6 separate regions of the Mus musculus genome follow, and regions 1, 2, 3, 5 and 6 are each linked to region 4. A link is a contact called in public HiChIP or PLAC-seq and promoter capture Hi-C data. All regions are on one chromosome and are shown on one strand. Each heading gives the region's core, a stretch centred on a gene start, on an enhancer-like site or on the middle of the called end of the contact. The rest is flanking DNA. Distances are from core to core; before and after follow the strand shown. Region 1 holds the start of Dnal4 (dynein, axonemal, light chain 4). Region 2 holds the start of D730005E14Rik (RIKEN cDNA D730005E14 gene). Region 3 holds the start of Fam227a (family with sequence similarity 227, member A). Region 4 holds the start of St13 (suppression of tumorigenicity 13). Region 5 holds the start of Ddx17 (DEAD box helicase 17). Region 6 holds the start of Gtpbp1 (GTP binding protein 1).

Region 1 (5,059 bases), core at 64-2,563, 1.6 Mb before region 4:
CTCTTTCAGTTTCCTCACTCCTGTACCCCAAGAATTCCTAGCCACAGGGGAAGAGCAGAGCCAGACAGCAGGCCTGAGGTTCATCTGCAGACAGTGGCTACTGAGTGGGATACTGCGCAGGAAAGCACTGGGCTCTTCCCAGGAGGGAAAGTGTGAGGTCATAACAGACAAAAAGAAGAAATTAGGGGGTGGAGGTCAGTTTATAAAGTGCTTGCTACAAAAGTATGAAGACCAGAGTTTTCTATCCCAGCACCCGTGTAAAGGGCTGGGTGAGGCGGCCATGCCTGTGAGCCCAGCATTGGAGAGGCAGCTGAGAGGATGGATCCTTGGAAGCTCATTAGCCATGAAGCCCAGTGGTGAGCTCCTGGCATCAAAGAGGGAGACCCTGTCTCAGACAATAAGGTGGAGAGTGATTGTGAAAGACACCGAATGTTGACTTCCAGCCTCCACATGTAACTGCACACACAGGAACGCACATACACACAGAAAAAAGACAAGTGAGCAAGTACCGTCTACACTGGACTGGACCCTTTGTACTTCATTTGCCAAAGGAGATGAACTTCAGACTATTGGCTTTATAGATGCACTGACTGGTGCCCAGAGAGATCTTAGGTAGTTCTTACCAATGGGAATCCAACTTAAGTTTGCCAAATTCTTTGCATTACATAAAAGGTTAGGAGAACACACATCCTAAGGGGCGTTGACAGTTAAGTCCCACAACATCATGCTAGGACGTCAGAGTCCAAAAGGCCTTTGCGACCATTCAACCCAATTTCGACTTTATAGATGGGAAGACTGAGTGCCCCCCGTCGGGCAATAGTCAGCCTAGAATCCCAGAGTATCGCCAAATCTCCAAACCAAGTGATCTGGGACGAGGCGATTTAGACCACCAGTCAGCAGCGAGGTGGTGCGGGGACAAAGTGCAGTGGGAGTCAAAACAGGGAGGATGCGAGGGCATGGAGCTAAACAGGACCCAAGATGAGTGAGGAGGAGCGGCCTGCAAAGTGGTGCTGGTGCGCAATGTCACTGCCAAGCTCCGTGGTCTCCTACGTGGGACAAGGGGAGGTCCTGGGCCGGGAACCGCGGGCTGGGGACCTAGGTGGGGCCTAGCGTTGGGCCAGGCCTTGTCCGCCCCGCGCATCCTCCCGCCCTCCCTCAGGGCCAGCCCTCCCCGCCGCGCTGCCCTCCGCACTCCGCGCCCTCACCTGCTCCCGCGGGGGCCGGAGCCGAGGCCACAGCCAGCGCACCCCCGCCAGGGTTGTCAAGGAGCGAGCCAGAGTGTCTTAGCAACCATCACGGAAGTCCCGTCCCGTCACCGGACGTTGACAGCAATATCACTTATTATTGGTGTAGAGAAGTGCCAATTAATTCCGAAGGGGCCTAGGAGGCCGGAGCTTACGCGAGGGGCGTGGCTTAAAGACCGAGGAGGTGGGGCTTCGCTCATAGTCGTCTTAAGCCTGCCGGAGCAGCTGCGGACAGGCAGAAGTAGTCTTTGTAGAGGAACAAACTTCTTAAAGCTGTATTGCCCTGGGAGTTTTCGACATCGAAAATGACAAATGCAGTTTGTTGGTGTCGTGACGCTGATCTGCTATTTTACGACGACCGCAGGAGCCTGATAACCACCAGAACTTAGGTAGTGTTTTAGTCCTTTACAGTGAGTGACTGTCTCATTGATTCGCAACACAGTGCTTACTGTTAACAGCATCCGTGATCCCGTCTGGGCCAATGTGTAGAACTAGAGAGACTGAAGGAAAGAATCAAGGCATAACCTCAGAGAAGGAATCCAGATCTTTCCCTTGTGCAAACCCTCCAGGGTTGCTTTGTCCCAGGGGCTGGGAGACACCTGTACCATCAGATGCAGTTGTCTGGAACCTGCTTCTGATTCTTGGAAAGAAATGACCAAAGAGTGTTAGAGCCTCTTGCTGAGGGGAAGGTGAAGAAGAAGAATGGATCAGTGGAATGCCCCATAATCTAAACATTTATTCTATGCGTATCATGCAATCATTAATGAAGCCCCACTAGCTGGTGATTCTGCGGAAGGCACAGTTCAGAAGGTATAGAGCCATGAGAAGAAATGGAATCGTTTCCGCGTGCTTCTATAGCAGAGACTGGCAGGGTACTGGCTCTTTTTAAGTGGGACAACGAGGCGGGAAGAGCCCAAGATGACCAGAATGCTAATGGGAGCGGGACAGCGGTAGCTCCAAGAGGCCTGGGTGCAGGGTCAACGTAGTAGGAGTGCAGGGTCAACATAGTAGGTCAAGTAGAGGGGAAGACAAAGAAAGAAGCAGGGCAGAAGAAAGAGAGGTTTGAAACACAAGTGGCCCCTGGTGTGAGGTGAGATAGAGTCATTGGTTGCTGGAGAGCTTTGGGGAGAGTGGTAACAAGGTCTGATCTGGGACAGTGGATTAACCTAGCTTGAGTGTACAGACCCAGAACACACACATTGGGCTTGGTTTGAGACTTGGCAGCAGGAATTCAGCTCAGCACACGACAGTTCCTAGCTAGCCTCCCTGGAAAGTTCTGACTGTCTGTGGCGAATCTTACTCAGCCTTCAAATTTCCTTAATCCTCTTTTCCAACTTTCTCCAGGAGATGAAGGGCAGCCTTTGAGGGGGATGACGCTCTCACTTCTGTCACTTACACAAACGACTCCCCCAAAGGGGTCCTTGTTTGCCATCCTCTCTTTCTCGCCTCCCATTCATTCTCCCGCCCACCACAATCTGGCTTCCACTCCCACGATGTTTCTGAAATTCCCTCTCTTGTGGTTACCAGTGACCTTCTGAGGAGCAACAGCAATTGTTAGACCATCTTCCTTCCCTGCTGGCAGCACCAACCGCAGAAACCTTCACACAGTTCTCTATCACAGAGGTAGTACCTATAGATCTTTCTGCAGTGCAGATTCCAGGATCTCCTGCAACGGAATGGAGGATCATAGGGTGTTTTTCTGCAGGCTACCTTGTGGGAGCTACTGGGTAACAGGGTAACCTGGCTCTCTTGTGTCCCCCAGACCTCTAATTCATTTTTGGCTCCCATCTTGGGCTCTTGCTTTGGTCCTTAATATTACTGTGTTTTTCTGACAAGTGGTTATTGTTTCCATAGGAAATGTCAGCCAAGGGCTTATGGTTTGCACATTTGCTTTCCAGCTGATAACACTGTTGCAGGTGGTGGAACCTTTGGGACATCAGACCTAGCTGGTAGGCAGCTAAGGAACATGCCTTGAAGGTTACAGCCCTGCCCTGTCCTGCCCTGCTTCCTGCCTTCCTCTCGGCTACTGGAGCCACCAAGACACAGGAGCCACATCCTGGTTGACATGATTCCCCTCTCTATTATAATGACACTACCTCTGGATTTTAAACCGAAAGAAACTTTTTTTCTTTTTTTGAGACAGGGCTTTCCTGTGTATCCCAGGCTGTTCTGAAACTTAGACCAGGCTGGTCTCCAGCTCAAAGATCTGCCTGCCTCTGCCTCCTAAATGCTGGGCTTAAACGCATTTGCCACAATGCCTGGCTACATTGTCTTTGCTTAAATTGCTTCTACCAGATACTTTGTCAGATGGACAAAAACAGGAATACCTCCTCTCTGTTTGCTTGCATTCCCATCCAGTGGGGTACTTACTGGAACTGTAGGTGGGAAGTGGGTACTCTGGAAATGTCCCCTTCTTCCAGGGAGTGGCGCTCTTGATTTGTGCCTTGCTGAGGAATGCTGCTTTACCACTGTCCCTTTGGGGCTCTAAGGCCCGCAGCTCCCTTAATCCTTGTCCTTTTAGATTAGCAGTTCTCAACCAGTGGGTCACGACCCCTTACAGGGATCACCTACGTCTATGGGAAAACACATTACAATTTGTAACAATAGCAAGATTGCAGTTATGATGTAGCAATGAAAATAATGCTATACTTGGGGTATCTCAACAGCAGGAGGCACTGTATTGAAGCATTGGGAAGATTGAGGATGACTGAGCTAGGTCCTGATTGCTTTGATCTTTTATTCCCCAGGTTAGGTCTCTTGTTGTGCACGGAGGCTCAGATGTCCCATAGCATCCTGGCTGTCTCTACCAGAGTGGCCCACAAGCTTTTCCAAGTAGTGTGTTTCCAGCCTGTTCTCCCCAGATTTCCCATCTGGGTAAATGACTGCACTCATCACTTAGGTGCCTGTAGCACACACCAAGCTGTCACCTTTATACTTTCTCCACCCTAGCCTACTCCAGCCAGTGACTGGGCCTCTAGTCCTCAGTCCTGCCTCCTCACAGGACTGTCCCAGCACAGCAATACAACTGGAGCCAGTGTCATAGAAACTACTTCCTTCCCGGGCTGCCATCTTTAGCTCTACCCTTCCCTAGTCCTCCATTGCAGTCAGCAAGCTCCTTCCCAAACCCACGTCATTTCCTTGTTAACAGCTCCTTCCTGTTGGCCCAGAATGCACCATGAGATCAAGTGACTGCCCCAGGTCGGAAGTCAGGGCTCGCCTTCCTCCTGCTTCAAGCCCCTAGCTGTACAAAGTAGGAGAAACCCAACCCTTCAAGGCTCTTCCTCAGCTGAAGGCTGCTTCTCACTGATCTCTCTGCTCCCGGGCCCCTGCGTTCTTTTCTGGCTCTTTATTCTCTTGCTCTACTCCCATGAGCCTATAAACTCTTGGGATGAGGATGCTAGGCAAACATAAGTCCCTTGGGTTCTCACCTCTCTGTGTGTTGCTGAAACCTCTTGTATGCCCTGTATGGCTAGATTCCCTCTTCTGTGAACTCCAGGCCAAGGTCCTAACAGGGAGCAGGTGTTCTAAGGTTCCTTGATGCTTGACCCAGAGGGCACAGTGGTAGGGAGGTATCTCAGCTCTCAGGCCTGCCACTGGATTAAGGAACACATCACACACATGTGTGCTTTGTTGTGGAGGAGGGGGAACAAAGAATCAGGTCTCCCCTCCTATACCCTCTTCTAGAACAGAGCTGGCTTTAAACCAGTCTGACAAACAAGTTCTATTTTCTTATACCCTCTGAACTGAAATTTAACCATTCTGAGTCTGTATTTCATTTTTTAAAAAGTCAAATCTCTTAACTGTTGCACCTTCTG
Region 2 (5,185 bases), core at 1,276-3,775, 1.5 Mb before region 4:
GCGACCGTGTGTCTCAAAAAGCAAAGCAGAGCAAAACAACCGAACCACCTCACTATATCACTATAAATCCATTGGTGATTAAGATGAAATGAGCGACATCACTAGATGCCAGGCAGGGGGCATCTGGCATGGAGAATACAAAATGGCATCGCGACTGTAGGGGTATTTAGTAATTTCTCACTAAACCAAACACACAGGAGATAGGGAAATGGATCCGTCAAAAAACTTCCAATTTCTCTAGGACACACACTATGACCCTTGTACAAGGCAGTCGTTTCCAGGTTCACTGATCGATTAAAATTCCATCCAAGGCACTTCAGGAGACATCCCATCTCTCTTGTCAGAGGATAGAGGACAGGCTGGAGAGATGATTCAGTGGTGAGGTAAGAGCACCCAGGGTCAGTTCCCAGCACCCACACTGCTGCTCACAACCATCTGGAACTCCAGTACCCAGGGACCTGGTGCCCTCTTTTGAATGGTATATACACATAGGTGCAAACAAACACTCATACAAATACATGTAATAAAGAAATAAATACAGTGACTGGCGCTATTTCTTTCATTCATTTCTTATAACAGTTTGGGCACTTGCTAAGTTTCTTACATAAACCACATTTTATCTTGCCAGCATCCCAATAAGGTAGCTTTTTTAAAATGCCCATTTATAGATGAAGAATATTAGACTCAGGATGTTAAATAAATCATCAAAGGCCACATTAAGAAAGAGACAGAATATCTTGGCTGCAGGGCTGGTATTATTAGCACTATGTCCTCCTTTGGATCTGAGTTTGGTGCATTTTCTGGATCTACTTTTGTTATATTTTCTTTTTATATGTGTCTACTTCCGACTGAAGTATTATTTCCCATTAGTGCTGTTATATTGTGTCCATTTGTTTTCCAAGACAGTAGAAAACTACACACACTCCCTCCCCCACCAAGTTCAACAAGTTTGGCTTTGTAAAGAAATAAGGATAGCCTTCCACCAGATGGGGGCGCTGTGACACGCTCGCCCTACAGGAACTGGCTACTGTGCCCAGAGCCTCTGTGGAGAGCACCGTGTATACCTGCACACGTGTATCCCAAACCACTGGAAGATTACTTGACTCCGTGTGCATTCACTCCTCCAAAGAACGCTAGCTGAACCTCAATAACCAGAAGCGTGCACTTGCTACATTTGACTGGTCCACGCTACTGCCCTCGAGAGACACAGGTCTGTGAGAACAGTAAACTCATTTCGGTCTCCCTCATCTGCAGGGAAACAAGCTTGGATGACGGGCTCTGATACCAGCTCGGCCACCTGCTGCTGGCTGATTCGGAGCCATCAATGATCCATTTTTGTGCTCCCCGTTGATCTCAGTCTAGCTCCACACCTGGGGCAGTTGGGAAATTAGAGGTGAAGGGTGCCAAAATCCAAGCCACAATTAGAAATGCGAAGCCAGGCTGTCCCCTCCCCTCCTAAGCCGAAGGGAGAAAATGTAAGGGTCCCCACTCCTTAACACCTACAGAGTCAAACCCTTGGTTCAACTGGCAGCTTTGGCTGCAAGCTCGGCACAGGATGGTCTAGGCAGGTTGGATGGAGACGCCTGGGGCCACCCTTGGGGCGTCTGTCCTACCCTCACCGCGGTCGGCATCAGCTTCTCTCTACCATCAGTTAGTTTCCCTTTCTCTTTGCGATCCCCGCGGGCCGCTGTACAGAGGAGCAGGTCTCTGCCAAGCCAAGGGACAAAGAGGTGGGCAGGAGCCTTCTGGGCTTGATCGCCTAGAGCCCTCCCATTCCGGGAGCTGATGCAGGAAGAAGGTGGGGCCTGCATTCACTTGGCCCGGGAGGTCAGTTTCACTTCTGGGGGTCTTCCATAGCCTGCTCACAGAAAATGCAACCCCAGCGCCTGGGGCCCAGAGCTGGGATGGGACCATTCTGTCTGGGATGCAGCCATCGCAAATGCTATTCACCGATCAGGTACCGCTGGCCCCGCTCCTCCAAAATTTTCACTGCAGTCTCTTCCTGGTGGCCCCCATTTTGCTGTATACCGAGCCTCTCCTCTAGGTCCCCAGCTCCCGATTCCTCTCTCACATTCTCCAGGATACTCCGTAGCTCCCACTCCCCTCGAGGGTCCTTGTTCTGAGCCGCTTCGGTTACCTTATAGCTGCTTCTAAACTGGCCACCCTGTACCCCTCTCCACGTCACCCATATTTCTTCCTGTTGAGACTTCTCAGTCTGGGGTTACTCGCCTTTGGGTCTTCATGCTGATCCAGGGCTAGGCTGGTCTGGGCTTCAAATTTTAAAGAGAAATCCATGGAAGCAGACTTTGGACGACCATGTATGGAGAACTTTCGATAGATGTCCTAGAATATCCGTGCTGTTTTAACCCAACCTCAGGGGATACTGGGAGAAGAGGGGACCACTCTCTAAGGCAATGTGAACCACCTTTCCAGAAGTAGCCACTCTGAGCTGGGAAAGGGAAAGGGTAAAGAGAAATTCCCCTAACACACCCATTGCCTGGATGCTTGTGGAGACTTCTCGGAACCACACCAGTCAGCTAAGAGAAAAAGAGAAATAATAGGGGGCGGGGTTGGCACTGGAGAGAGATGGCTCAGCAGTTAAGAACCTTTGTCACCTTCCACAGAGGACCAACTGCTACCAGCAAACACATGGTATGGCTCACAACCACCTATAACTACAGCTTCTGGGAATCCAAGGCCTTCTCCTGACCCCCAGACATGCACATATTAATTCAGAACACATACACATATGTATACATGCCCAATGGCAAGAGATGTGAGTGGCCGGGTGTGGTGGCGCACGCCTTTAATCCCAGCACTCGGGAGGCAGAGGCAGTCGGATTTCTGAGTTCAAGGCCAGCCTACAAAGTGAGTTCCAGGACAGCCAGGACTACACAGAGAAACCCTGTCTCGAAAAAAACAAAAGAAAAAAAAAAAGAAAGAGAGAGATGTGAGTGTATTTTAAACCTACATATAAGAAGAAAGTTATACTGCCTACTCCCTTGGGTGACATTCTGATTTTTGTCCCTTCTCCTGGTGCCTGTGATGTCGGTGGAGGCCACTGTCCCGTGGGCAGCCCAGCTGCAAGTGGTGCGTGCATGCGTGGGTGTGGTGGAAATGCAGGCTTTAACTTCAAAGCTAATACTTTTACCCGCTGAACCATCTCCCTGGCCCGTCTTTCGAACCAATTCACCTCACCCTGAGCAACTTTGTCCTGTCCAGTGATGGATAGACCTGTATAGAGAGAGGCGACAGTCATATCACAGAATAGCATGTCTTCAGTCTTCAACAGAAAGCCCCTGGCCAGCTGTCTGTCTCCAGGATTAGGGCTCCTGAAGCCAGTTATCAGCAATTATCTGTTAATAGCCTTGTCCCCTGGGTGTGGCCTTGTAACCAGTCCCAGATGTCACCTCTCCTTCCAGAGTCAGAGATAAGCCTCCGATCCCATTCTTCTGACCAAGGCTTGATAGACGTCTGATTTTTCCAGCTCTTTTCTACAGGCTGCTGGCTATGAGGGAAAGGGTCCAGCCTGGGGTCCTCCCAGGCCACTAATACCTAGCCAGCTTTGAGGGAAGGGATCCAGACTCTGTCTCCTGATTTTTTTTTTTTTTTTTAAGATTTATTTATTGTAAGTACACTGTAGCTGTCCTCAGACACTCCAGAAGAGGGAGTCAGATCTCGTTACGGATGGTTATGAGCCACCATGTGGTTGCTGGGACTTGAACTCCTGACCTTCAGAAGAGCAGTCAGGTGCTCCTACCCACTGAGCCATCTCACCAGCCCCCTGTCTCCTGATTTTTGGTTGTTATTATATTGTGGAATTTTATTGTGATGGTGGTGGTAGTTTGGCTGTGTTGTTGTTGTTGCTGTTCTTTACATTCTTGTCTCCCTCTCCCACCCTCCCCCACCCCAGCCCCGACAGGATTTTACTATGAAGCCCTGGCTAGCCTGGCACTCACTATATAGTTCAAGTAGGACTCGACCTTGGCATAATCTTCTTGTTTCTGCTCCTTAAAGACTATAGTTACAGGCTTGGGCTTTCCCTGTCTATTTGGGGGGACCCTCGCCTGCAGGGTCAGGGAAGGACTTGATGAGTTCAGGTTCGAGAAATCCTGAGACATTAGATTGCCCATGTGACGTTAGGAATTTCTCTAACAGTATATAGTGTGGTGGGCCTGGGAGATGGGCACAGTATATAACTCGGGCGCCCATCTGGAAGCCAGGGGTTGATGTCAATTGTCTTCCTCAGTTGCTCTTCCCTTTATTTTTTTGAGTCTTTCACCAAAATGAGTTTGTGGGTTCCAGCGGGCTGGCCAATGAGCTCTTGGGATCCTCCTATCTCTGATACCTCAACTCAGGGTTGTAGATTCACAACCCCCATACTTGGCTTTTATATCTGCTCTGAGAATCAGGACTTGTGTGCAAGCCGCTTTACTGACCAGTCATCTCTCTGGTCTCATTTCCTTGATTTTTTTAAAACCTCCATCCCACATGGAGGTGTCCCGTCTGGAAGGAGCTGCAGCGAGAGGCTGAAGAATCTTGAGCCTTTCATTTCCTCAGGCTGTGCATGTTCTTGGGTAGGACTTGGAGGTAGAACAGCGTGGGGCCCAAGTAGGAGGGCACCTCTCTGGCGGCAAGATTTGTCTCCTCTCCCTCTGTCTTCCTGCTTGGAAAGGACTCCAGAAATTGTCAAAGGTTCAGGGAGTTGGGGGTGCCTCAGGACTTTTGGGGCCTTGTTCTGCTTGGGGTCACTCCAGGGCACACTCTGCAATTTCTGTTTTCTCTCTTGTGCTTGCAGAAACCTGATATCTCAAGAAACATTCAAGTTCCACTTTAAGAACCTAGGCTATGCCAAAGGCCGGAAAGATACCTTCTTGTGCTATGAAGTGACTAGAAAGGACTGCGATTCACCCGTCTCCCTTCACCATGGGGTCTTTAAGAACAAGGTACTGAAAGACCCCCGAGCTGGGTAGTCAATCACTCTGAGGAGACCCTCCCAAGGATCAGCGAGACCACGATTCGGATGCAAACAGCAAAAGGCTTTATTGGGAACACGGGTACCCGGGCGACTCAGTCTATCGGATGACTGGCGCGCCGAGTGTGGAGTTCTTACCCTTTTTATAGGGCTAGGGCTGGGGGGCAAAAAGCGCGGGTACAGAAGCGAGAAGCGAGCTGATTGGTTAGT
Region 3 (5,007 bases), core at 2,030-4,529, 1.7 Mb before region 4:
ACAACCTTCTGTAATGGGATCTGATGCCCTCTTCTGGTATGTCTGAAGGGAGTGGCAGTGTACTCACATACATAAAATAAATCTCAAAGGGAGAAATGTATATAACCTGTTTTCTTACCCAGAAGGCACTGGTATAGTTAGTTCATTAGCATGGTGACCTTAGTGCTAACTGTGTGACCAGGCCATAGACCACAGAGATTCCCCCAGACCCTTTCTTGACCTTGTCTGTTTCAGTCGTCTATAGACTAGTCTTCCAGAAGACTTCCTTATCTTGAGCCTGTTTTCCCAGTTATCCATAAAACCCATCTTTATGGAAGATCTCACCTGTACTTTGCTTTGTACGTTACTTTGAGATATCCTACCTTAAGCCTTGCTATGCACATGGGATTGAGCTATTTATCACCAGGATTTTTTTTTTAAACAAATTGTGCTGTGTACAAAGATGCCTAAAATAAACTATTCAGGGTCAGATTCTAAGTTTGAATGGACACCAGCTACTGAGTCCTGTTGAACCAAACTGCCTTCATATCTCCCTCTGATCACTACTCTGCGGCCCTGTGGTTGCAGATATCCCTCCATCTCCGACCCCTGTACTGCTCCAAGTTGGTTGGGTGGAAGGAAAGGCTGACTCAGACCCCAGGCCAGTACCGTTTCTTGCCTCCTGCTCTTACCCTCACAGGCCAAGCAGCAGGAGATGAGAAGAGGCAGGTGCATCTCAGGGCTTCTCCTTGTCCTCCTACCCATTCCCCAGAATGGCTGGAAAATTACACTATGTTCTAGACTCTGATGATGCTGTCAGGAAGCTTCCAGCTTTAGCCGAATGCTATTACTCACACCTAATGGGACAACTGAGTAGTTTCTAAAGAGGAATGTTTAAAATACACACATCGCTCCGGGCTGAATTCTCCCTCCTACCATTTAAGGATACGTGTGCTCTGGGGCCCGGTAAGCTTTCTACTGCCGTTGTCTGCAGAGGAGGGAAAGCAAGCTTCATTGAAAGCCGCGCTATGGCAAGCACTGTGCCAAGTGCTGGGGGTGGATGCGTGGGAGCTGAGGAGCCCTTCCCCTTGGGGCATTGTGGCAGCTGGGACTGCCGATCCCCTGCTCAGAGTTAGCATTTGATAGCATGTGAAATGCAGACTGCGGTACTGGTCCTCCGTCACCATCAACGTCGAGCCACTCGGTGACTATTTACTGAGGACTTCCCACAGACTAAAAAGTGTGCTCCAACTGGGCACAGGATGGTAAACTGAGCCAGACTGGATCCATAGCCCTAGTGGGGCTATTGAGGTAGACTTGTAAAATTAAAATAAGTACATAATTATAAAGTATAATTCATCAAAATTCTGTATGTAATGATGAATTATATAACTCATGACTGCTTCCAAAGAAAGTACATAGGGTTATGAGGTGACAGTGTGGTTTTGGGTATTTGTTGTTGTTGTTTTTGTTTTTGAGACAGTGTCTCACCATGACGTAGCCCTGGCTGGCCTGGCACTTGCTATGTAGTCCGAGCTGGCCTCCAACTCACAGAGCTCCTCCTGCCTCTGCCTCTGAAGTGCTGCAACAGTTTGTTCTGACCTAGTTACGGAGGTCAAGGTGCTGAAGGAAGAGCAGGAGTTAACTGGCTGATGGGGAGAAGAAACAGCTCCCAGACAGAGGGCAACGAGGCTGGAAGGAAAACACTCCTGGATGCTGCCCAGCCCCACGGCCACTAGCCACACACCAAAACAAAAGTTCTGAAATTTGGTTAGCGTGACTAAAGAAATTAATAACCAATACATGGTAAAAATTTAAAATATTTGTTTATTCGTATTTTGGACAAACCGAGTTAAGTGCAACAATAGTCAAGTTAATTTAATCTGTTTTGAATTGACTTGTTAAAAAGCCTAGGGCCGGGTATGGAGCACTAGCCTTTAATCCCAGCGCTCTGGAGAAAGAGGCGGGAGGACTTTTGTAAGTTGGGAGAGCAGCCAGAACTACATATTGAGCCCCAGTCTCAAATATCAAACAAACAAAGCGGGGCTGGTGAGATGGCTCAGTGGGTAAGAGCACCCGACTGCTCTTCCGAAGGTCCGAAGTTCAAATCCCAGCAACCACATGGTGGCTCACAACCATCCGTAACGAGATCTGACTCCCTCTTCTGGAGTGTCTGAGGACAGCTACAGTGTACTTACATATAATAAATAAATAAATAAATCTTAAAAAAAAAAAAACAAACAAAGCAAAAGGGTAGGGGTTGAAGGCAGGCTGGGTGTGTGTCTGTAATTCCAGCACTGAGAGGCTGAGGCAGGAGGATGAGATAAGGAGTACCCAGGGAGACTTTATCTCAAAATACGAAAGGTGCTTCGGGGATAGCACCGGTAGAGGGCGCACAAGGTTTAATATCAAAAAGCTTCTAGAGCCTGGCGGTGGTGGCGGACGCCTTTAATCCCAGCACTTGGGAGGCAGGCGGATTTCTGAGTTTGAGGCCAGCCTGGTCAACAGACTGAGTTCCAGGACAGCCAGGGCTACACAGAGAAACCCTGTCTCGAAAAAAACAAACAAGCAAACAAACAAACATACAAACAAACAAACAAACAAAAAAACTTCTAGAATGATCGCAACTTTCAAATGTGTTCTGCTTTATGTTTCTGTAGCGGTTGCTACACTAGATATGGTTGATTTTGATGTGGAATTCTCTCTTCGAACGCTGTGTGGCAAAGGTGGAGGAAGACTGCTTGGAGCTGGGTCCTGTCCTTTATGGTGGGATGACCTCGTACACCCACTAGGCAGCCAAGAAACGCCTCCTGGATGGCCATTTCTTCATTTACCAAACCGAGCTACAATGTCCTTAGGACTTGAGGAATCCTGGAGCTGACTCTCCAGTTCTCTACCCCTTGTACACTGGGCAACCTTCCCTGGACCTCAGTTTCCCTTGCTTGTGGGAGTGTGGAGGAGGCAAGACTGGCAGGAGCCAGTTTGCTACTGGCAGGGAGTCGTCATATCTGTCCGTCTGTCTTACCTGAAAGCTTCGGCAGAAGCGTCAGGGCGGGTTCCGCCACCAGCCCCTCCAGTGACCGGACCAAGCTCCGGATGTCCGCCAGCATCCGCGGCCCAAGGGGCGCGGTTTGCTTTGTGGCCGGGGCGGGGGAGCTGCAGGTCGGTCCATTTTGCTACTGTGAGTCCAGCCTGGGTCACCACTTAACATTTTTAACACAACAAAGCAGCTTTCGGCCTGCTTTGTTGCCAAGGAAAACGATTACTATGACGACGGCGGCGCTGACCCGGGGACCAGACCAACGTATTTAGGGGGTCATGCCTCTCCCAGCCTATGCCACAAGGCATGTGTGTATCTCCAGAAGTCGTGCCCAAGGCATGTGTGTATCTCCAGAAGTCGTGCCCAAGGCTTTCTTCTATTCGTGAACCTTAGAGAGTCCGCAGGGGCTCCGCTGCTTCGCGGAGGCTCGTCTCGGAGCTGGCTCCCTCTGCATTCTCAGTGGTAGAAGCCAGAGAGGCTGCGCATGCGCACGATGGTTGCCCGGCGCCGGCCAATCGCGGTCGCGGCGGTTGACGCGGCCTGGGCAGATCCTTGCAGAAAGCTGCAGGCTAGCTCGGGATTCCGGCTTCGCAGACAGGTACCTCTGGGAGCGGCGGGCGGATATCCGTGCCAGTAGTGGTGGGTGGGATGCCCGGGTACCCCTGGAGAAGCGGGCAGGCTGGACCGTGGCATGCTCCGCGGGCACCTCTTGCGACGGAGACTCGGAGATGGTGTTTTGACCCCATCCTTTGAAGGTCTTCTCCTAACCCGTACAGAACTCTTTGGGTTTTGTGACCCGTGAGACTGGCTGGCTCTTAACTTTTTCGAGACACCTTTCCCTTTGAGAATCCAGTGAAAACCAAAGATGCTTCCTTCCTTTATTTTTTGTCAGAATGAAGAGAATGTATTTTATAGCCTGATGCAAACTAAAGCTTCGCACAGTAAGTGCATTTCCCTGTAAAGGGGGACAATTTGATCTACTTCTCAGGGTCATGGTGAGCATCAAATGTCCCAACAGTTTGTAAACATGAAAGCACTCTTAACCTACGAGCTGCAGGCTGTTATCATTCGTGATTATAAATAAGGGACGTCACTGGCCGGAGAAATGGATCAGAGTCTCAGAGAACTGGTTGCTGTTGCAGAGAACTGGGATTCGATTCCCAGCTCACAAACGCCAGTAACTCTAGTTGTAGAATCTGCAGACACAAGGCACGACCATGGTATCCCAGGCAAAACACTCAGACACATTAAAAACAACAGCAAACAAAGCCTTTGAGGCCCTTGGGGGATGATAAAACGTTGGACTCCCCAGAGGGTGAGCAACAGGGTTGGTTGGGAACCAAGTGCAAACCTTTAATTTTCTTGGCCCATAGTCTTCTATGAGAGAGCTTCCCTAAAGAACCCTAGGATACCTTGAACGGTGTGTGTATGTGTGTGTGTTTAAAAAAAAAAATCTGTGAAGGGGACTAGAGAAAAGGCTCAGTGAATGTGGGTACTTGCTGCTCAAGTGTGAGACCATGGATTCAAGTCCCCAACATCTCAGTTAAAAGCCTACCACAAGCCGGCGCGTGGTGGCACACGCCTTTAATCCCAGCACTCGGGAGGCAGAGGCAGGCGGATTTCTGAGTTCGAGGCCAGCCTGGTCTACAAAGTGAAGTTCCAGGACAGCCAGGGCTACACAGAGAAACCCTATCTCGAAAAACCAAAAAAAAAAAAAAAAAAAAAGCCTGCTACAAGCTCGGACCCCTGCAATGCTAACACTGTTGGTGGCGGAGACAGGATTGCTTGTGCTCGCTGGCCGCCAGTCTAGCTCCAGGTTCAGTGAGAGACCCCATCTAAAGGGAATGCAACAGGACACCTGACGTCCCCCCTCCAGACTCCGAATCTGCACACAAATATTAATAAAGTGGATACACACACACACACCTACCTGCACATATGCATGCATTCAGCACATAAACACATAATTGGAAAAAAAAATGTACCAT
Region 4 (5,119 bases), core at 961-3,460:
TCCTCCAATATGTAAACTGTTAAACTATTAAAACATAATTATAAAAACAAACTTTGTATCATTTCTCTGTGCCCTGAAACAGTATTTAGGCAGCTGTACTGACATGAGACGGACCTCTTCCCTCACAATCAGCCTTAGACTTGAGAAAGCAGCATTAGCTTTGCCATCTGATGCGATTTAAATACTGTGAGAGTTAAGGAGATTACATCTCATCAACTAAGAGTATCTGCTGTTCTTCAGAGACCCCAAGTTCATTTCCCAGCACCTATATGATGGTTCACAACTGTCTGTGACAACAGTTCCAAAGGATCAGATTCCCCACCCTGGCTTATTAAAGTGCAAGCAAATACACGAAATAAATACATCTTAAAAAAAATTAAACATATAAAAGGGTCCTTTCTAGGTGAAGAGTATCAGGGGTTGAGCTTCATTAAAGTTAAGCCACTTCCTCTTAGTCCACCTTTCCCTGAGAAGACTGTATTCTAAACCACCCAAAACGTTACATACTGGGGCTGTTGAGATAACTAAGTGATTAAGAATAATTGTTGCTCCTCCAGGAGACCCAGGGTACAATTCTCAGCACCCACAGTAATAGCTTGCAACCACCAGTTCCAAGGAACTGAATACTCTTTTCTTACAACCCTGGGCATCAGGCATACATATACATGCAAAACACCCACTACACATAAACTAGCTTGAAAAATAAAATAGCTGGTGTGTTGGCAAATGTCTTTAATCCCAATAGTTGACAGAGACAGGGGCAATCTCTGTGAACCTGAGGCCAGTCAGGGCTACATAGCAAGTTCTCAACCAGCAAAAAAAAAAAAAAAAAAAAAAAAAATTTAAAAAAAAAAAAACAAACTTACACATTATTTATTAGCTCCTTCCCTTAATCTATCTGGACTTGCAATCACCTGGCCAGAAAACAACCTCTCAGAAAGGCTGATTTACCAGAAGATATGCAAAAAGCTTGGAATAATTATCTTTAAAGAAGTAAAGTGCTTATACAGTCCCTGAGTCCTTCACTCCACACAGTTGCTTTCAGACCTTCATGGCTCAGCCTGCTTGTTTTTTCTAAGTTCTAATTGAAAAATATATAAAACTTTACTTTTCCCCATCTCTTTTTTTTTTATATTAACCAAAGACCCTAAACATGCACTTTCTCTGAAGACCGACCCTCCCCCATTTCTACAAGTGCTGGTGAGCTTCCATTGCTGACCCTAATTCAGAAAGCATGACTTAACATCCTCCCTCCCCTTGGCAGCTGTAGAGATTTAGTTTGTTTGTACTGTTGCGTTTTTCACCCTCAAATTCTAATGGTGCCTAAGCTTTCTTCTAATTCTGTCTTTAAAATCTTTTATCAACGAGACTAAAACAACAAAAAGGAGAAACCAATTCCCCAGTAATACTGTTTCCCAGCAGCTGGCACAACAATCATAGTACGCAGGCGAAATACTCTCCAGTTAGTCCTGCAAGCACACTGGTCTTTGAAGGAAAAAAAAAAATTCCTAAAGTAGCTGAAGTGACAGCGCTACAACTAACGTGGGTATAAATAATTCCCAACAAAATTCCATGCAATTAAAATCGTTGTAAGGCCAAGTACAGATAACTGAAGTTATAGAATAAATAAGTTACCACTATTAATATTTTAAACGACACATGGGTCAATGCGACTTAAACAAGACGCCAGGTTCAAGAAAAACAATCCCTTAGTAAAAGCTTTGTCTTCGTTCGCGCATTATTTCCACTGCTCAAATATTCACAACCCAAACACACCCCCATAAAGACTTAACTGCGGGGGGTGGGGGGGAACCAACTCTAACCTCTGCTTTTCCACCCCTAAGTTGCCCAACGCTCCAGATCCCTCCGAGAACCTCTCGAAGCCACTAAGAGCCACGAAGGGGCCTAGAACCGCTCCCCTCCTCCCTACGCCAGCTCGGGGCCCACTCCCCAACCCCCAACTTTCCGTCCCCAACGGTCCACGGGGCCCAGGGCTCTCACCTCTCCACCCACTCCCTCAGGAAGCGCATTTCCTCGGTGTGCAGGACGCTCGGGTCCTGCCTACACATCTTCACGAAGGCCCGAAGCTCGCTCACTTTGCGGGGATCCATGGTGGGAGGCTGGAAGCTGAAGGCGGTGGGCGGCTGCGGAGGCACGATGCCAGGCCCGGGAGCGGCTCAACGTGACCAAGTGGAAGGGGGCGGCTGCCGCGAGGCAGAACAGACTAGAACCTCCCCGGCCGCTGGCTCCTCCCCCCCAACGGCCTCGTGACCCCGGGCCTTCGCTCGCTCATTCCCACTCCTACCTCTGGACCTGTGCTCCGCCTAGAACCTTCTAGAAGTGTAGCTGCCCGTGACAATGCCTGCTTCGATCGGCGAACAGTCTCACTCGGATTCTTTCCTCTGACCTAATTCCCCGGGATGGATGAAGGACCTTGTGTCTGTGCGCTTTCAAGCGGGACATAGGGAGACATTTGGAATAAGATATTTCTTCTGTGAAGATGGGCATTAAGCAGAACGAGACGCCGCATGGAGGAGGGGGGAAAATAAATAAATGCCCGTGGGGCCGGCGCGCCCAAAACCTAGCCGAGTGACGTCACTGCTCTGCGCCGCCCCGGGAAGAAAGCCCGCGAGCCGCGCCTGCCGGAAGGGGCCGAGCAGTTGACTGGTTTCCTGGCGACGCGGCTGTGCTAGTGGCTTTCCCCAGAGTTTGTACTTTTCCTGACCAGTGGTTACAGGCCATGCCGTCTCTGCTCTCAACCCCCAAGCTGGCTCCCGTTCTAGCAAGGCTCCGCGGCCTCTCAGGTTAGAGTCTTTCCTGCCGGCGTCCCCTTCAGGTTCTTCCTTTGGAGAAAGCCTAAAGCAGCCCAAAGAGCTACAAGTTGATGATCCGTGGTTCTTCACCAATCGGCACCTGATCCCCCCTCACCACCCACGGATTTTTCTTTTGATCGATTGCTCTGGGAAAGAGTGGGCTTTAGGTTCTGTTATTCTGGGAAAGCTGGAGTGACTGAAGAGGAGGGAACTCCAAGGGATTGTCTTCAAAGTTACTCGAATTCTAAATTGGTAGCTTTTATCATCACACTTGACTAAATTGTTTAATGTCAAGTAGCGTGTGTGTGTGTGTTAGGTCAGGGTAAATCTTTCGCCTTTTCATAGGTTTCATCGGAGAGCTAGCTCAAAAGATAGAGCCGGGCTGTGGTGGCGCACGCCTTTAATCCCAGCACTTGGGAGGCAGAGGCAGGCGGATTTCTGAGTTCGAGGCCAGCCTGATCCAAATACAGAGTGAGTTCCAGGACAGCCAGGACTATACAGAGAAACCCTGTCTCGAAAAGAGAGAGAGAGAGAGAGAGAGAGAGAGAAAGAGAGAGAAGAAACACGTCTAGAAACAAATGCTTTGTGCAATTCAGTTTGTAAAGAACTAAGCGAGGGACGTGCCTAAGTCTTACATAAACAGTCAAGGTGATAGAGCACGGAGAATGTGAACCCTCCGTGTACAATATGGTGAGCAATTAACCTAACATAAAATTTTATACTGGAGAGTGAGTCACCTACTTTGTAAGGAGACCTAATGTTGGATTATACTTCAGACGAGGTGTGCAAAATCTGAACCAGAAAATAGGGTATTTGACATTAAAATTGATCTTGATATTTGCATGTGATACTTGGATTCGCTATTTAAAACTGCACCATTGCACGGAGCCTATTCTGTAATCCTGGTAGTTAAGATGTGCCTTTAACGGAAATGAATGAAAATGTGGCAGGCCACAGACTGTGACTAGACTAGAACCAGCTTTTTGTTTCGGATCGTTGACTTTCTTGTAGCTTCGTGTAAATCCTGACTTGATCCAGCTTTAGGACTAAAACACATTAAAAAAATCTAGTAAATATATTATAGTTTGTTTCTGAGGAAAAGTAAGTTCAGCATCTTGTTATATTACCACTAAATGGTTTGCGGTTTTTTTAGCTTCAATGAAGGAGTGACATTGAATCTTTACCACTGAGGGACTGAGGGACTGAAACACAGTTAAGCCAGATGTTTGTTATGTGATTGTGTCCAGTCTTTTATACCAATTCTTTGTCTTAATTCTGCTCGGTAGAATCCTTTTGCAACTTCTCATTTCATGAGCCGGAAAGTGCAGTTTCACCCAGGAACTTTTTGAGTTAGCTATTGAGGGTGCATCTCTACTTCACCCCAGTTGCTTACAGTCAAAGGGGAGGCAGACAAGCCACCAATGACATTACAGCTGAGTGGTTATAGTCTCAATCCAGCTGATAAGAGAACACAGCAAAGAAGAGAGGAATGCATTTTTTTTTAATTTTTTTTACATTTTAGTTATTGTTATCCTTGGAGTTTAGGTTTTGAGTCTCATAAATAGGACTTGAAATATGTGGTTTTTGGTTACTCCTTTCTTTAAAAAATATATACTTTTTTTTTTATTGAGACTTCCATACAATGTAGTTTAATCATTCACTCCTCTCAGAACTTACCTAGCCAACTACATGTAGTTGCCTTTCTTTAGAAAGCCTCTAGAGCAGTGGTTCTCAACCTTCCTAACCTGCAGCCCCTTAATACAGCTCATGCTGTGGTGACCCCAGCCATAAAATTACTTTCTTTTCTACTTCATAACTGTAATTTTGTTACTATTGTGAATTGTAATATAAATAGCCAGTGTACAGGATTTAAAGATCCTGGCCTGCTGTGAAAGGGTTGTTCAACCCCCACTGGGGGGGGGGGGTGTTGTGACCCACAGGTTGACAGGTGCTGCTCTAACTACCATAAGAAATCAGGTATGGTGGTGAACACTTTTAAAGCCCAACACTAGGGAGGTGTCTTAGTCAGGGTTTGTATTCCTGCACAAAACATCGAGAAGCAAGTTTGGGAGGAAAGGGTTTATTCAGCTTACATTTCCACATTGCTGTTTATCACCAAAGGAAGTCAGGACAGGAACTCACACAGGGCAGAAACTTGGAGGCAGGAGCTGATGCAGAGGCCATGGAAGGGTATTGCTTACTGGCTTGCTTCCCCTGGCTTGTTCAGCTTGCTTTCTTATAGAACCCAGGACCACCAGCCCAGGGTTGGCACCACCCACAATGGACCCAGCTTGATCACTAATTGA
Region 5 (4,525 bases), core at 1,415-3,914, 1.9 Mb before region 4:
CAAGACCAAGACTGTGGACATCGAAAAAAATGTACTTCAAGCAAGTCCTTCAAATTTACAACAGCTTCTTAGCCAATTTCCCCACTTATGCTGGGGGCAAAAACTTCTCTGCTACTCTATAAAGCAAACTATTGGGACATCAGGGTCTAGTGTGTTTAGTTTACTCTAAAGAAAGAGCCAGAATAAAAGAGTTGTAATCCTTTCCTCTCCAGCCTTCTTTATGAAATCCTCCTGCCTCAGCCTCCTAAACACTGGGATTATAAATGTGAGTCACCACACCAGGGTCAAATAATACTATTTAGTTACAGGGAGAAAACAAAACAAAAACCCCATCAATGTAGGTTATGGGTATTTGTTTTGTTTTTTAAATAAGATTCAAAGCTAGACATGGTATTGAATAACGTGTAGTCCTAGCACGTGAAAGCTGTGGGCAAGGTCAGAGTTCAAGGGCAGTCTGGTCTATGAGACTTGTGTCAAAACAAACCCCCCTCAGATTTAAATAAGCCTTGTCTTTTAGATACAACAAACAGGTAAGCTAAACAATATAGATATGGCCACTTGCCAAACCTAAGATACAAGAAATTAGAAACTACAATCCTAATATACCCTCTTTGTCTTAATCTATGAGAGTACAGGGCTGTAAAAAAAAAAAAAATCTCATTTCCTTTTTTCTTTTGTTTTTCGAGACAGGGTTTCTTTTATATAGCCTTGGCTGTGCTGGAGGCCTCTCTTTCTGTTTCCAGAGTGCTGGGATTAAAGGCATGAGCCACCATGCTCTGCAAGATCTCATTTCCTTATTTCCTGTAAACCACTAGAAAATTGGAGAAATTTCAAGTTATTTTAAAGAATTTCATTTCAAGACCTGCCAATATTGGGAGAGGTAGCAGGAACCCCACAAGGTAATCCCCTCTTCTGTTAGAACCTGGTGTGGTGGCCTACACCCGTGTTTCTGAACTTGGGGACACTGAGGACACATTCCAGGACAACCGTTAGACTAAGCTTCATGGCCCTGAGACAAACCCACCCTGCAGTGATCATGGCCAGAAATTTTACTGGAATTCTTTGGGTATCTACATTCAGTAGGCAGAATTTGGGTGACTTATTAATACCACTGCTAAACCAGCACAACTAGAAAGAAAAACATTCAACTGAGTAGACCCACCAAGACCTTTAAAAGGCCTCTGGCTTTTCAGTGCAATACTACAGTGAGCCAGGCCTTCTCATTTGACTACTTTACTCCACTTGCAAATGAAGCAACTGATACAAGTCTAAAACACTTCTAGAAATAACCAGTTTTCTTTTGTTTTCAATCTGTAATAATGGCCAAAACCCAATCTTTAGGAGATTTTAAGGCTAAGTCTAATAAGGATAATAATGTGGCTCCTATGTGTTATTTCCACTGGGCTTGCTTATAATCCCAAACTGCTTGGATCTTGAATAATGACCTAGGACAGAATAAAGCTTCTACAATTACGATTCCTTTACAAGGCTTATTCTGATTTTTTTTTCTTTCTACCACTGCCCTCACTTTGAACTCTGCTAACTGTTCTCTTGTTCTGATCTGTGTAGCCCAGGCTAGCTTTGAACTCCAAGCCTGACTCAGTCTCTAGTGCAGGGTGTGCCACCTCAAGGAGTTCTCTTGATTTCAACAGGCTTTGTTAGTTTCAAAAAAAAAAAAAAAAAGTCACCCGCAATTTGGATCTTTTGGAAAGCAACTCCAGCACTTCCCATTCCAATCTGATTCCACTTAACCAAAAATATAACAGAAAGGGAGTAAAACCTAGTTTAAAACCAAAAAAAGGCCTTTTCGACTCCAGTCCCTCTCTAACAGGGATGGCTAACATAGCGGAAAAGAAACGATCTCAAGCAGCTTTTCCTAGATTAAAACTTGAGCATCCGGATCCTCCCCCAGACAGACACTGCGGCCGGCCTGCAGGGATCAAATGATCAGCGAGCGGGCCAAGAGAGGCGACAAGGCTGGCCTGCCACTTCCGAGCCAGGATCGCGGTCCGCAGAGACGTCCGCCCAAGCCTGAGGCCTGCGCGCCGCCGCCATTGTACGGCGCGAGCCTCAGGGCTCTGCGGGCCACCCCGCCCCCCGCCCGCACCTCCCCCTTACCCTCCACGGTCCCTGTCACGATCCCGATCCCCAAAGCCGCCTCCACGCATGGTCCCAAACGGATAAAGATCTGGGAGCGGGGCACGGATGACCGAGCTCGGGAGGGCCTGCGGCTCGGGTCTAGTGATGACCGATGGCGGCGGCGGCGCCTCCGCTGTTGGGGCGGCGGCAGGCGCGGCGCTGTCTCGCTCCGACGCGCTGTCTCCCGTCGCAGACGCCACCGTCGCCGCCTCTCTCGTCGGAGACGGGAGCACAACTCAGAGAATCGGGGTTGTTAGGACAGTCGGGAGGTCTGGTCCCGCTCAAACCGGGCGGTGCCACGGTTGAGGCGTCTCCCTTCCTTCCCAGCAACTGCACAAAATGGCGGCGGCCGCGGAGACCGCTCCAACTTAACGCTACGCACGGCCCAGACGCTACGTAAACAGCGTCTGGAGGGCTCCGCGCGACGCCACGGACATTCTCGGAACCGCTTTACGTCGGTGACGGAGATGGGGGCCCTGGTCGGCCCACCTTAAACAAGGCAATGTGCGCAACCGGCGTAGGGTTCTCGCACCGCCAGCTCTAGAACGTTGGCTGGGGGTGGGGCGAGCCGTCGGCACGACGTCACAGTGTTGGCGTCGTTGGCCCGCCCACTATTGCGGGTCAGCGCAGTCTTCGTAGCGCATTCTGTTTCGAGAATGGACTTTTCCCGGCATTCCGAGCTCAACCCGGCGCTTGAGGCCGGCCTTGTGCAGACATAATGGTAGCACTCCACGTAGCCTTAGTCAGACTTCCGGGTCTCTGGGCAGTAGAACCCAGAGAGTCTTGAGGCCGCTTTCTTGGTTCCAACGTCCCAACGCCGTGTGCCCCAAGCTGGCCACACAGCCCGGCGCCATTTCTTTCCCGTCGCTTTTCGCCGCGCTGGCGCCGCAGCCATGTTGGATGCGTCGTGTCGCTCTCTTTCAGCGGCCAACAGCCTGGCTGGGCCAAAAGACACCCTGTGTTTCCCGCGTTTCTTACTGAGGTGCTATTTTCCGAACAAAGGGTTGGCACCTTTTCCTCTGGCCGTAGTTGACGCAGAGGCCACACCTTCCCAGAGTCCTTTCTGAGGTGGGCGCCTTGGACCTTAGCCACCATGAAAATGGGTGCCTTACCCGGGTGCCCCACTGCAGAAGCGGTGGGTTTGACAGGCTAGGATTTGCAAACCCTATCCGGGGAGGGCAGGCTGGGCTAGGCCGCCGGTGCCACCCAACTCCTAGATTGCTTTCTTTGGCTCGCCATCCCTGCGCACTGCCAAGCCACACAAACTTGGACATAGTTGCTTTACTAAATTGTGGAACTGCTGGGTTCCTTGAGACCTCTAGGCTCATTTCTACCGCCGCGGAGAATGGAGGCCGGCAGACTGGAGGCTTAGTCTTGTCTCATGTCCTGAGTGTTGCTTAGGTTAGGAAAGCCAGGAGAGTAAAGAGGCGTCTTGAGAAACGGTTCATTTGTCACTTCGGCCATGGAGAGCCAGGCATTGTGCTAGTTGCTGGGACACTGGGGATCCAACACGTTCCTTGGCACAGAGCTTTATTCTCTAGAGACGGAGAGGAGACAGATGACAAATGTGTATGTTAGACTTTTGCTGACTTGGAAAAGAAAATGGTGTTGAGGCTGTGGAACAGTGCTTGCTGACCGTGACTGAAGCCCTGGATTCAACACCCAGCACCTCCAAGAACAACAGCAAAAAAACACTAAAGGGAAGGCCATACTTTAATTCCAGCACTCGTGGGTGAATCTCTTGAGTTAAACGCCAGCTTGGTCTACCAAGTGAGTTCCAGAATAGCCAGGGTGACACAAAGAAACCCTCTCTCAAAAACCAACCAACAAACACCAAAGAAACAAAAACAAGAAAGGGGCTAGAGACAAGTTGAGGAAACGGGATGACATCGGGTGCTCTCAGAAGGCATCCCCCATCTATCAAATGACATTTGAGCTGAGGTCTCAACTAAGGTCCTTGCTGCCAAGGGGGAAGATCAATTATGCAAAGCCTGAGTCCAAGAAGATGGAAGCTACTTAAAGAGCTTGGTTTCCTTGAAGGTGAAAATGTCTGGTTTAAAGTAGCGGCATAAAGAAGGACCCCTTTGACTGCAGTGCAGAGAATCAACTGAGAGGCAGCTAAGGCAGGAACAGTTAATCTAGTGAAGGCCCAGTGTACTGTCTCTTTTCTTTAGTCTCTCTGAGTTCTAGGCCAGTCTGGTCTACATAGTAAGACAGACAGAGCTACAGTGTGAGACCCTTTGGACGTGGCTGGGTACTGAAGTCCAGGCAGGAAATGGTGGGACTTGGTGCAGGTTATTACTGCTGAGAGAAATGGTTCAGTTGTGTGGCTGGAGCCAGTGATTTGCTGGTGGTTGGAGAACCAAAGGTTAAGAGTGGTTCCTGG
Region 6 (4,712 bases), core at 1,691-4,190, 1.7 Mb before region 4:
GGCTGTTGGTCCGGTGGAGGTGCTTAGAGGTCGCGGAGCCGTTGTGCAGGGTTGTGGAGCTCCGCGGTAGCGGGGGAGGTCGACTTGTCGCTTCGCCGCAGCTCCGCCCCGGCGCCCACTCCCGCCTGGACGCCGCAGGGCCCTCCTCCCGGCAGAGTGCTTTCTTGAGCCCGGGCAGCGGCTGCCCTGGCCCACTTATGTTCATCAGATTTCCTAACACTTTACCGACGCGGTCGGGCGTAATCTTGGTTGGTGAACCCGACCGCCTCCAGTTTTCTTTGAGAGCTGAGGGCAAGACTCTCGCCGGGAGTCATATTTCAAATGGAAACCTGAGTTCTATTTCAGATCCTTGGTGTCGTATTCCAGTTCACTTCACACAAACCACTGCCCTTTTGATCAGCAACCTTCTCTTGATGGCTGTCACAAGCCTTCCTTTCTGTGTTTTCTTTTCCCTTCTGATCCTTCTTTTTAGACGTGTGTGTGTGTGCGCGTGTGTGTTCTCTAGTTCAGCTGGTCTCAAACTCATTACGTAACCAAGAATGTCCAATTTGTTCAGGGCAAGGGATCGAACCTTGGTAAATGCAAGACAAGCACTCTACCAACTAGAGCTCCGTATTTTGAGTTTAGCTGAGTACATTGTGTCCAAAGGCAGACTATTTACAGTTTCCCATGGGTTTAAATTAAGTCACTGTTTCTAACTTGCCTTCCTATCGGATTTTTGTTAGGGAAAACAACAGATTTGCACTTTCAAAGTAATGGTTTCTCTAATCCTCATGATCACCCCAATCAACAGTATTGTGCAACACATCTGAGAGATTACCACATGATAGGGCATCCTCTACCTAGACTACTTTTGAATTATCTTTTTGTGTGTGTGTGTGTGTAATGTGTAAACTACCAAACTGTTACAGTGTATTTACATAGGATTTATCTCCTAGGGACTTGCTGTTCAACCAGAATTATTGTAAACATCTATTAATTAACTGATGAGTAATTAATTATTGTTAAGCAAATTAGACTTTTTTTTTCTTTTTCAGGGAGAAAAATACAGCCCAAAGAAGTCGATCAAGTTGTTTGAAATCATTATGTCTATAGTGAATTAAGGGTTTGAGCTTGGACCAAATTGTTTTCAGAAAGAGAATGTAAAGATGATTAGGAATTACCTCTCAACTGTTACTTTTTATATTTATTCTCCAAAACATTCAATTCGAAAAGCAAGTATTCAGAATATATATCCTTTCTAGGCAAAGTCCTATAGTGAGAAGGACAGTCTTTCCCCCCAGCCAGATAGCAATGTATTCTGAAACTGAACTTTTTCTGGCCATACAATGCTAAATAGCAATCGAAGCAATAGAATTAATACAACTGTCACCTCTGATCACCCCCAGCCAAGCAGTGAGCAACCTCCAGTTGAATTCTTAATACTTGGGGATACTGTCAGAATCCACAGATATAGGGTTACGGTCCACAAGACTGCCTCTCACTTTAGGAGTCCGAATCTCTGGGTCTGGAGATATAGCTCAGAGTTTCAGAAGACCTGGGTTGGATTCCCAGTACCCTAATGGAGGCTAACAATCGTCTGCGACTCTAGTCCAAAAGGGTTCCGGTGCCCCATTTAGACTCTACAGGCCCTGCACAAAGGTGGCACACAGACATACACACACACACACACACACACACACACACACACACACCATTCATACAAAATAAAAACAAATCTCAGTAAAAAACCATTAAGGTCAGGTTTCCAGCAGCATCTGCTCACAGACTTGGTAGTACGTTAAAAATGAGGACAAGACTCTCCCCGAATTAGGTGACGGCTATATTGTACCCTTTTCCTTACTTACTATATACATCCTGTGGTCCAATCCCTAAATTTCTCGTACTTCCTCAGGCGGCTGCTCTTTTTTTTAATCTATTACCAGGAGGAGTGGCCAGGTCCAGCCAGCATAATTAGATCTTGGTAAAAAACAGAACTCACCTAATAGTCTAAATTTTTCAGACATTTGAAACGGGAATTTCAGGTACACGAACGGCGGGTTTTTTTTTTTTTTTTTGGACTGGGACTTTCCACAAGTGGCAACTGAAAAATAAGCCACAAGAAACTACCTTGACAGATCCTAGACCTGTGGCTCAGCTGTTCACCAAAAACGTGAGGGGATTTACGCTAGAGTTTGGGCTGTCAACATCTTTCTGTTCACTCAGTTGCTCTCCGAGGAGTCATGAATGGAACTCCCTGAGGTCAGCATTTAATTAATTGTCTTGGTCTGGCGGCTGTAATATTACCACTCCTGGAATACATAGCATCGATTCTACTATAAAAATTGCCTTGCGCATGCCAGCACGCCGGACACAGTGTTGCAGCAACTGCCTTCAATCATTCGGAGTGCCAGGCTCATTTCACAGTTTACTATCTGGGTATGCGGCGGCCAGACGCGCGGGACTTAGGGAGGACAAGATTGGGTCCCGCCCTTGTCCATCATTTTGAGAGGCTCCAGGCGGGACTGTTTTGCAGTATGATTTGGAGGCTGGCCCCGCCTCTGGAAAGTGAGGTGGGGAGTAAAGAATGGATGCCTCTTTTCATTGGATTGTTGTCAAGTCAGTCAAACCTCTGCTTCGCTCCCGTTGGCGGGAAGGATCCAGGCAGGTAGCGTGCACGCTGTGTTGGCCCCACTAGAGGTGGGACCAAGGCTCCCGACCACTACGACGTTTGTTGTTAGGGTTTTGGTCTCATTAATTATTCATTAAAGTATTTGAGAGAGCTGCGACGATTGGTAAATGAGAGACTGGGTCTTCTGTGTCTCCGCTAGAGATACGTGACAGTCTCGGGAGGCGGGGAAGCCGCGCATAAATTATTCTAACAAGAAGGGGCGGGGCCGAGCATAAATTAGTTAAATGAGCCAGGGAGGGAGGGCGGGCGGCCGGCTGCGAATTAGCTTAAGTTCTTAAAGATGGCGGCGGAGCGGAGTCGCTCCCCGGTCGACTCGCCGGTGCCGGCCTCGATGTTCGCCCCCGAGCCTAGCTCTCCGGGGGCGGCTCGGGCCGCCGCGGCCGCGGCCCGACTCCATGGCGGCTTCGATTCTGACTGCAGCGAGGACGGCGAGGCGCTCAACGGCGAGCCGGAGCTGGACCTCACCAGCAAGGTAGGCCCGGGAGGCGGCGGCGGGGCCAGGGGTACGCGGAGGGGCCGGACGGTCTCCGAGGCGACGGCGGGCAGCCGGCTGTCCAGTGGCACGGCTCACGGGAGCGCTGAAGGGATGCAGCCCGCCCACCTGCCGCTCTCCCGAACCTGCCGGGCCCGGGCCCACTCTCCGCACCGGGCAGCGTCCACCCGGCCTCCCGCGCTTCCCGCTCCCGCCTCGATCGCTGCCACTTGGCTCCGCCACGTGGAACGGGGTTCCCGACTCGGGCCGCGCGCCCTGTGTCCCTGTCCCCGTGTGGATCAGCCCGCCCTCCCCAGGAGGGGGGTCCCTGAGACGCAGGGTCTTCCTCTTCTAGGAGCATCCCGGAGGACCAAGTGTCAAGGTGGCTTGGGCAGGGGGCGGGATACTCACGAAGACAGGTAGCCAGTCTAAGGGGTGGCAGCCGTTTCTCTTCCTGGTCTCTGGAAAGTAAACAGAAAGTAGTTGCTCAGTCGGCGAGAATGATGTCCGAGGAGCGTCCTCTTTCCGTGTCCACCCAAATAAAATAAAAAGATGGGACCGACAAGATGGCTCAGCAGGTAAAGGGGCTTGCCTCCTAAGTTTGACAACCTCAGTTCGATCCCCAGGACTCACCTAGTGAAGGAGAGAACTGATTCGTACACCGTGGCACTCGTCGCCTTCCCACACCCTGCCTTGTTATAATTAAAAAAAAAAATAGGCATGACCCTCAGCCTTGCCACTTACGAGTGGAGCCACCTCTTGTATTCATGCAATATGGAAGGGCATCTTTAAGTAGCATCTTCTGCGGTGTTGAGAAGGTAGGCAGAAATGAAGATCTCACCACTTACTTGGCATTGTGGAAAATAAGAAAGTAACTATAAGATGTTACTGGTGTTTAGAAAGTGTCAAACATCACTAAAGAAACTGATGCCAAGGGAGGGACTGGGCTTCCCTTCCAACTGTTGCCATTAAAAGGGTCTGTGACCTTAGGAAACTTTCTTAACCTCTCACTTCTCCAGCATCTCATCAAGAAAATGCAGATGTGTTGCAAAAATTAGAAGAGAGCTGGGCAGTGGTGGTGCGTGCCTTTAATCCCAGCACTTGGGAGGCAGAGGCAGGTGGATTTCTGAGTTCGAGGCCAGCCTGGTCTACAGAGTGAGTTCCAGGACAGCCAGGGCTACACAGAGAAGCCCTGTCTCGCAAATTAAAAAAAATAAAAAAATTAGAAGAGAATGTTAAGACCCATTATAGTCCCAGATGCATATCAGAGACTCACTAAATGTTTGCACTAGATAGATGATGATTCCCTGTGAGGATTAAAAAGCAGCTGGTGGAAGATAGAGCAGCCCCACCCCCTGCGCTTTGTAGGATAATTACAATAGAGATTTTATGGAGCTTTGATGTCTGTGGTCATACTATGCTGAACGAGCCTGATCTCGTCTGATCTCGGAAGCTAAGCAGGCTCGGGTCTGATTACTACTTGGATGGGAGATTTTATGGTGCTTTGAAAATGTGACATCTCATGATGGCAATGCTACATAAAACTTGGCTCTAAACTGGAAAGAACCT

What was found. Promoter capture Hi-C pulls out the DNA fragments that hold promoters and counts their contacts. HiChIP or PLAC-seq counts read pairs in DNA pulled down with a chosen protein or histone mark. Capture Hi-C pulls out chosen DNA fragments and counts their contacts.
Region 1: a promoter capture Hi-C map of pre-B cells shows a contact between it and region 4, with 2.6 times the contacts expected there. The contact joins the promoter of Dnal4 here to the promoter of St13 in region 4. A contact is called at or near these places in 1 of 39 promoter capture datasets (pre-B cells) and 1 of 9 other capture datasets (adipose tissue).
Region 2: a contact with region 4 is called in a promoter capture Hi-C map of pre-B cells, with 3 times the contacts expected there. The contact joins the promoter of D730005E14Rik here to the promoter of St13 in region 4. A contact is called at or near these places in 2 of 39 promoter capture datasets (the C10 cell line and pre-B cells), 1 of 484 Hi-C or Micro-C datasets (B cells), 1 of 115 datasets of contacts at active chromatin or transcription factors (bone marrow-derived dendritic cells) and 1 of 9 other capture datasets (adipose tissue).
Region 3: a promoter capture Hi-C map of pre-B cells shows a contact between it and region 4, with 4 times the contacts expected there. The contact joins the promoter of Fam227a here to the promoter of St13 in region 4. A contact is called at or near these places in 3 of 39 promoter capture datasets (the 3T3-L1 cell line, hippocampal neurons and pre-B cells) and 1 of 9 other capture datasets (liver).
Region 5: an H3K27ac HiChIP or PLAC-seq map of thymic regulatory T cells shows a contact between it and region 4, with 8 times the contacts expected there. The contact joins the promoter of Ddx17 here to the promoter of St13 in region 4. A contact is called at or near these places in 1 of 39 promoter capture datasets (pre-B cells), 1 of 484 Hi-C or Micro-C datasets (embryonic stem cells), 2 of 115 datasets of contacts at active chromatin or transcription factors (pro-B cells and thymic regulatory T cells) and 1 of 9 other capture datasets (liver).
Region 6: a promoter capture Hi-C map of liver shows a contact between it and region 4, with 4 times the contacts expected there. The contact joins the promoter of Gtpbp1 here to the promoter of St13 in region 4. A contact is called at or near these places in 3 of 39 promoter capture datasets (hippocampal neurons, liver and pre-B cells), 4 of 115 datasets of contacts at active chromatin or transcription factors (astrocytes, embryonic forebrain, pancreatic cancer cells and 1 more) and 1 of 9 other capture datasets (liver).

What each region holds. Positions count from the first base shown.
Region 1 is chr15:79,773,154-79,778,212 of GRCm38.p6, forward strand. Dnal4 (dynein, axonemal, light chain 4) reads right to left here and starts at 1,314. Exons shown (of 4, transcript NM_017470.2): 1 at 1,206-1,314. It overlaps Gm30977 (a long non-coding RNA gene), which reads left to right and starts at 1,375. Exons shown (of 4, transcript XR_875488.3): 1 at 1,375-1,633.
Region 2 is chr15:79,890,613-79,895,797 of GRCm38.p6, forward strand. D730005E14Rik (RIKEN cDNA D730005E14 gene) reads right to left here and starts at 2,526. Exons shown (of 1, transcript NR_030675.1): 1 at 1-2,526. It overlaps Apobec3 (apolipoprotein B mRNA editing enzyme, catalytic polypeptide 3), which reads left to right and starts at 1,796. Exons shown (of 8, transcript NM_030255.3): 1 at 1,796-1,957; 2 at 4,799-4,946. The coding sequence starts at 1,905.
Region 3 is chr15:79,655,677-79,660,683 of GRCm38.p6, forward strand. Fam227a (family with sequence similarity 227, member A) reads right to left here and starts at 3,280. Exons shown (of 18, transcript NM_029407.1): 1 at 3,005-3,280. It overlaps Cby1 (chibby family member 1, beta catenin antagonist), which reads left to right and starts at 3,551. Exons shown (of 5, transcript NM_028634.3): 1 at 3,551-3,617.
Region 4 is chr15:81,397,484-81,402,602 of GRCm38.p6, forward strand. St13 (suppression of tumorigenicity 13) reads right to left here and starts at 2,211. Exons shown (of 12, transcript NM_133726.2): 1 at 2,002-2,211. The coding sequence starts at 2,111. It overlaps Xpnpep3 (X-prolyl aminopeptidase 3, mitochondrial), which reads left to right and starts at 2,655. Exons shown (of 10, transcript NM_001347075.1): 1 at 2,655-2,804. The coding sequence starts at 2,741.
Region 5 is chr15:79,544,077-79,548,601 of GRCm38.p6, forward strand. It overlaps Ddx17 (DEAD box helicase 17), which reads right to left and starts at 2,665. Exons shown (of 13, transcript NM_001040187.1): 1 at 2,119-2,665. The coding sequence starts at 2,168.
Region 6 is chr15:79,687,956-79,692,667 of GRCm38.p6, forward strand. Gtpbp1 (GTP binding protein 1) reads left to right here and starts at 2,941. Exons shown (of 12, transcript NM_013818.2): 1 at 2,941-3,143. The coding sequence starts at 2,952.